2 separate regions of the Zea mays genome follow, and region 2 is linked to region 1. Evidence: chromatin contacts called from public Hi-C data. All regions are on one chromosome and are shown on one strand. Each heading gives the region's core, a stretch centred on a gene start, on an enhancer-like site or on the middle of the called end of the contact. The rest is flanking DNA. Distances are from core to core; before and after follow the strand shown. Region 1 holds the start of LOC100192964. Region 2 holds the start of LOC606448.

Region 1 (3,386 bases), core at 250-2,749:
TCTCATTTGTGCATAATTTTATCTTTTTCGATTTAAATGTGGGGGAGCACGACGACAGTAAAAAACCGTGGAACCGTGGAAACTGATGCTTAATATAGTAAATAGAAAGAGATTGGCATGTGAGGCCTACAAAGCCATCCACAACTATTATACTGTTACAAAAACATCTGACACCCATACATTCACTGAGGATTGTTTACTGTATTGGGAAAGTCAATTGTGATCCCAAAAACACAGGATTCAGAGAAAAGAAGCTTGTTGATAAGGTAGAGAAATAAAACACATTTGCAACATCGGAAATCTTTCCTGATAGTAAGTGAACCAAATGCTGTGAATGCCCAAGGATGGACTTTTCTTTTAATCAAATTTTACTGTGTTCAAGTTGGAAAGTACCTGTCACCCTTCGGTTTTCTCCTCCGATCTCCTGTACTAAACTCTGCCATCCTGTACTCACAACGAACCTGCATACAGAACTCCCTCAGGAACACAGCACAAAGAACAGCCTCTAACAAAATAATGCACTTGGAGGAGTGAAACTTTACCAAAGCCTCCTTGCTGTTTACTTGCTGACCTTTGTTCTGAACCTGAAAGAGCAATCAAAGAGCATGAACTTGTTATTTGGTTACACTGAAAAGTAAATTGAAGGTACAACAAAGCAATAGAAGGTGAAGCCCCCTGGTGTTTAGTAGTCTGACAGGAAGTAAAGAACATGAGTGATTGAAATCTCCATAATTCCAAGTTCTCCAGTACATCTCAGGAATGAACATTGTGTACGTATAAACAAATAATGTGCTACTGGCAATAGGCCAGTATGGATCCTAGTGGTTTTCACACTGTTCATGCATATAGAAAATTTAAACAATAGGCAAGTCAGTTTTTCCAAATGATCCCCAATTTCACTAGGAAAAACTACTGAAGATTAGATCAAAGTCGATGTTGGTTCAGAGAATTCGACCGACCATATAGTACACGAGTAAATGGAAACCCCCTCTAAGAGGCATTTCCTCAAACACGCAGTGCACATGACTCTGGTGGACACCGAGATACACAAGTAGGATAACGGGAATCACCTCTCGCGGGCCGTAGACGGCGGCGATGACTCTGGTGTTGCCCATCTCGAACAGCGCCGACCTGCGCAGAGCAACAAACACCAGCAGAACCGATCAAAAGTGAGCACCGTACCGCCGTCCCAACCCTTATCGAATAGCTAGCTGTTCGTTTCAACCCAGTCCATCAGAGTCGGGAGAGATTCTTAACTCACCCGTCTGCGCGCGCAACGACGCCGACCTCGCCCTTGAGTTGCCGCATCTGCGTGATGTCCAGCACCGGGTGAGATAGGGCTGTTCGCGTGAACCGCGCGTAGGGGAAAGCGGGCGAGGATGCATCACCTCGTTGGGGCGGCGGCCGTCGACGCGGAAGCCGGTGAGGGGGTTCACGTACTCCATCGCCGGAATCGCCGCTGTATCTCCGTGTCCGAACGACGCGCCGCACCGAGGTGAGCGAACAAGTGAGGCGAGCGAGGGTTTTTGTTGGGTTTTCTCAGAGAAGAGAGTCGTGCTGTCCCATCGCCGTGCCCCTGGAGGCCTGCACCCGCGGTGTCCCTGTCACCCGAGCCTTTTTTTTGTCGAGCCTGAAGGCGGAAATTTGGATCTCAACTACCCAAGCCCAACTCTATTCAGAGTCCCCAAGCCCAACTCTATTCAGGTCTGTTTGGGTGTACGCTTGAATTGTGTTCATGAAAATGGAGGTCCAATTCCATAGCCAATTGTATTGGAAATGTTGTGACATCGATTAACTTGACATCGAGACACCATAAAAGAACATACACCATAAAGTCTCGTAAAGTGCTACTAAGGGACCGGGACCCACTAGGCCCTAGGGCCTCTGATGCCTTAGGGCCTCCCCTTGTCCTTAGTGCCTCTTGGGTCCCATTTGCTCCGAAGGATTCAAGTGCTCAGAACAACTCATCACTCGGAACATCGAACACTTAACACCACTTAGATGTTTGGGGGCTCTCTGCTGGTCCCAAGGTCCCTAAGAGCATCTCTAATAGCTCTCCAGAAAACGACTCCTCAAAATCAGTTTTAAGGGACATCTAAATAATTAGTGGGGGTAGATTTTAATCATTTCTCCAATAGATCCATTAAAGCGACAGATTGTTTCTGGAGAGCCAAAAAACTCCTCATTTGTAGCTACAAATGAGAGAGTTTTAAGGGCTATAAAAATGTTGGGAGCGCTTTAGGGGAACCGTTGGAGACACATTTTTGTGTTTTTTCAAAAAAATTGGATTTAGGGGAGACTTTTGGGGAGTTATTGGAGATGCTCTAAGAGCAACTCCAATAGTTATGTAAATTTTAGCTCTCTAAATCACAGATTTAAGAAGTTGCTAAATAACTTTGGGAGTAAAAAATGTGAGTTCTCCAATAGTTCTCTAAATATAGGTTGTAGTTTTGTTTTGTATCTATCCACATAAAAAAATAAAAGTCACAAATGTCATCAATTACCTTCATTATCTACATAATGCAGCAAACATTTTTGTTTAGGGAGTTGCTAAACGATTGCCAAATGTAGAGATGAAATAAGGTTAGATGAGAAGTTGTTAAATTTAGAAAGTTCATTTAGAGAACTGTTGGAGATGAGTTTTTGTGTTAACTACTTAAATTGTTGATTTAGGAAGTCTATTAGAGAACTACTGGAGTTGCTCTAAGGTCCTCACCCTCTCATTATGTGAGCGAACATGCTCTAAACCCTTTGAGACCCAAAGCCTTGTGGGAACAAGGGACTTGATGCGAACTAAGTACAATCCTGTCATAAGGCTGAAGGATGTGTCTAGACCCACTAAGGACATTACAACCCTGAGGTCGAGACCCCCAATTAAAAGGTCTTCTAATAAGTCTATAGCGGTTGTTTATTGAATAAGTATTAGGTGTGATGTGCGCCATTACAGCCCTGAAAAGCGCGGTGTTGCCATGACTTAGGTTGTAGGGTACTCGAGACCACTATATAGTATCTGCATTGACCATGTCGCCACACATACGCATGTAGATGTACCATAAAGAATTATCAAGTATGGAAGGTTACACTTACTGCCAACTACATCTTACTAAATAACATGGGCTCGATGTCCGTGGATATGACATTCATAACCTCCCCTACGATAGGTATGTCATGAGACTACTAAAGGACATCTTTGACAATATGCCATGACCAAAGGCATGACCTTGAGTATGAATCCAAGAACATGATAAGGACGAAACATTTGGGCTTTAGTCAGTGGAATTCGAGGTCCATGTAACATCTCTCCTCCCTTACACTATAAAAGGAGGGGCAAAGTAACATTTAGGCCTTCTTCGGTTGCATAGGGATTGAAGGAGGTTGAGGGGGAT
Region 2 (3,386 bases), core at 353-2,852, 570 kb after region 1:
CTTGTCATGTCGTTAGTTTGTATGAACAAAAGACATGACGTGTGTGAGTTTGTGTCATTGTATGGGTGACTGAGGCGCTCGTGCCTCGTGTGAGGGCGCAGATTCACTTAGGATAGAGAGTGGATAGACGAAATAAATTAGATGTAATCTATATGTGTGGGCCATTTCAAATAGGAGTTATTTATAAAAATACGAGGCAGGACCAATAGAGATTTTACATGATCCGTCGCGTTACAACGGTCACCGTCTGTAAAACCGCAAGAATCCAGGGGCTGGATTGCAACCGGCGACGCAACTGACCTCCCTCCAGAGTCCAGACCGACCGACGCCGACCGGCGACGGCGACCGCCCGCGATTTGTTTACTCGTCTCGCTCACCTCCGCCTCCGCGAGGAGCTCCTTTTTCTCTATCCAACCATACCCTCACCAACTCCCCCTGTCTCGGTTTGCGTGGAGAGAGAAAGGGAGGGAGCGAGAAGTCAAGCCGGAGCCGGGAACAGCTCAACACCACGGGCCGCGGTTTCTGAAAAGGAGAGGCGTGGTGGGAAGGGGAGGGGGAGCGGGAGGGGGGCGAGCCAGCCAGAGAGCCGTACGCGAAGCAAGCAGCCCCCTGCATCTAGATCAGGCGTTCTGCTCGCACCGCCGCCGCCGCCGCCGCCGCCGCCGCTTCCTTCTCTCACCGACGCTAATTGGAGATCACGTCTGGGCCTGGCTGCTCGTCTTCCGTCCTGGGTAAGGAAGCCTTTGCTTGCTTGGACGGGTTGCTGGTTCGCTTGCTTTGTCCTGCACAAGAAGAATCCGATCCGTCCAGCTAGCTTGCGGATTCCCGTCCTGGGCGTCTGCGCGGTGGAGTGGATTGATGGTAGCAGTAAATTTGCGGGGTTCAGTTGATCCCCCCATGGCTGTTAGTTAGGCCCGCCTCAGAAATGTCTGGTTTCCTTGGTGATCTTCTAAGTTCTTAGAGTCTGTACCTTTAGGCTTTAGCTTTGGATCTTGCTCTCCTTCAATTTGGATCGCTGCTCCGGGAGAATGTTTCAGTTTAGCCTGCTCTATGGGTTAGCGTGAGCATGTATTGATTGATCTTGAGCTGAGCTGACGCACGCCTCGCATCACGTTGTTTTGCAGGTACAATTCGATTGATGACCTCATCAGGGAAGAATGTTTTGCAGTCTTACATGAGTTAAAGGGATAGAAAGTGCAACAACCGTGGAATAAAGGACTCGTGCTTTTGAGTAATTCAGGAGGAGTACATGCATCACGAAGCCTTGATTCTGGAATGGTGTCCAGTCGAAGGAACAGTGGGATTATCCTACGGGAAGGGTCGGTTAGGGACTGGTCCGAGTTCAACAATCCCTCGCCGTCCCCAAAACTGCTGTACTCACAGTCCTATGTCGCAATGAGGGGGTTGCTGGCCTCAGTGATCTCCTTGGACTTTTTCCTGCTGTCGAGCAAGCTAAAATCTGTGTGCGCGGCTATGACTTCCCAGAGGCATGGCCGATCACAGGAGAGGTCAAAATCAAAGGGGTTGACCTGCAGGAGAGTTGCAGTCCATCTGCTGTTCTTTTTCATGGTTGGCATTTTCATTGGGTTCATGCCTTTGTTCTCTGTCGATGTTTACAAGAAAATAGTATCCGAAAACGAGAGGCTTCCGTTCCATGATGGTGTGATTGAGGCGGAAATGATGGGCACCAAAGTTAAGGAGTTGGAGACAGTTGTAGTAGAGAAAGAGGTCGAACTGATTGACGAGCCTCAGGTTCAAGAGAGCCCTCCAGTTCCTGCAATGTTGGATGATGAGGCAGATTTTGCTGAATCTTCACCTGCATTACCTGCTATTGAAGAATCTGACATTCCTGTGAAGAAGCTGCTGATAATCGTGACGATCACTTCTGTTCGGCCACAACAGGCATATTACTTGAATCGGCTAGCCCATGTTTTGAAAGCTGTACAGGCACCTCTTTTATGGTTGGTGGTGGAATGGCCTGAACAGTCCTATGAAACAGCAGAAATTCTGAGGTCTTCTGGGGTTATGTACAGGCATCTTATATGTAGAAAGAATACCACGAGTGTACGAAAGATTGCTGTATGTCAAAGGAATAATGCAATCTATCATGTCAAAAGGCATCACCTTGATGGTATAATGCATTTTGCTGATGAAGAGCGGTCATACTCAGCTGATGTATTTGAAGAAATGCAGAAGATCAGGTCAGAGCTCTCTACCACATTTTTTTGCCTGTACTGATATATCTGTAATGAACTTATTGTCTACAAATTGTTTTGATGATTCATAATAAACAGTTAAATGTAGTTTTATATTGACATATAAGATTGTAAGCATCACATAGCCTTGATTAGTTTAATTGGAATGATGGAGCTAGAGAACCACAGTGCTCCCTCAAACTGCTAACCAGAAGTTTCAGGTCAAAACTCAAGATCTGCTAGCCATATTTCGGTAGAACTAAACGAGACAATCTGGCTTCCCTTCTCATGAGACGTGCTATGTTTTTCAGGCGCTTTGGCTCATGGCCTGTAGCAATCCATGTTGGAACGAAGTATAGGGCAGTTTTGGAAGGCCCTATTTGCAAAGGAAACCGAGTCATGGGATGGCACACAGTCCAGACGGTTCAGAAGAAGAGTTCGACTCGTCGATTCCCAATTGGCTTCTCTGCATTTGCTTTCAACAGCACAATGTTGTGGGACCCTCAAAGATGGAACCGCCCACCTATGGATTCTGTTATGGTCCACTCAGGTGGAAGAGGTGGTTTGCAGGTGAGTTTGTTTGGATATTTGAACTGTAATGGTAGGGAGGCTGCAGTAATTTTTCACATAGTTGATGGAACTCTTGTGTAAAGTCAGGACTCATCTATGTTGAAGGTTGGTCCTAGTTGCTACTTAGCGAAACTTCAGTTTACAGCTCTCCATTCTTATAAAAATGGCCAATGTCGTGGTGGAAGTGGAACAACATACCGTAGAATTTGGTTCTGCAATAAAATAATAGATTAACAATGGAGGCAAAATTAATAGATAAAAACCATAAGTGTGACATGTGTCGCCACAAATTGCAAGTATCGCCACCAATTGCAAATGCACCATGGCCATCTTTCCTGACATAGAACGAAGCAATGTGGTCTGACCTGACATATGTTTTTTTTGCAGGAATCACGATTTATAGAAAAGCTCGTTAAGAACGAGCGCCAGGTAGAGGGTCTTCCGGACAATTGCAGTCGGGTTATGGTCTGGAATTTCAACCTGGAACCTCCTCGAGTCAACTACCCCACAGGCTGGGCACTATATAAGAACCTAGAACCGGACATGCCTGTGACATAGTTTCCTGCCGCTGCCACTGTGCCTGCTTCTAGAGGTGATTTCTCCCAGCAAGGCAGAGAAGTT

Evidence for each region. Hi-C and Micro-C count contacts between places; a contact is called where the count stands out from the background.
Region 2: a Hi-C map of tassel shows a contact between it and region 1, with 2.7 times the contacts expected there. The contact joins the promoter of LOC606448 here to the promoter of LOC100192964 in region 1. A contact is called at or near these places in 4 of 25 Hi-C or Micro-C datasets (ear, endosperm, leaf and 1 more).

Annotation. Positions count from the first base shown.
Region 1 is chr8:69,004,728-69,008,113 of Zm-B73-REFERENCE-NAM-5.0, forward strand. It overlaps LOC100192964, which reads right to left and starts at 1,500. Exons shown (of 11, transcript NM_001138140.1): 1 at 1,389-1,500; 2 at 1,262-1,308; 3 at 1,071-1,131; 4 at 543-584; 5 at 394-461. The coding sequence starts at 1,445.
Region 2 is chr8:69,576,620-69,580,005 of Zm-B73-REFERENCE-NAM-5.0, forward strand. LOC606448 reads left to right here and starts at 1,603. Exons shown (of 4, transcript NM_001112316.1): 1 at 1,603-2,201; 2 at 2,507-2,765; 3 at 3,153-3,357. The coding sequence starts at 1,642. The coding sequence ends at 3,323.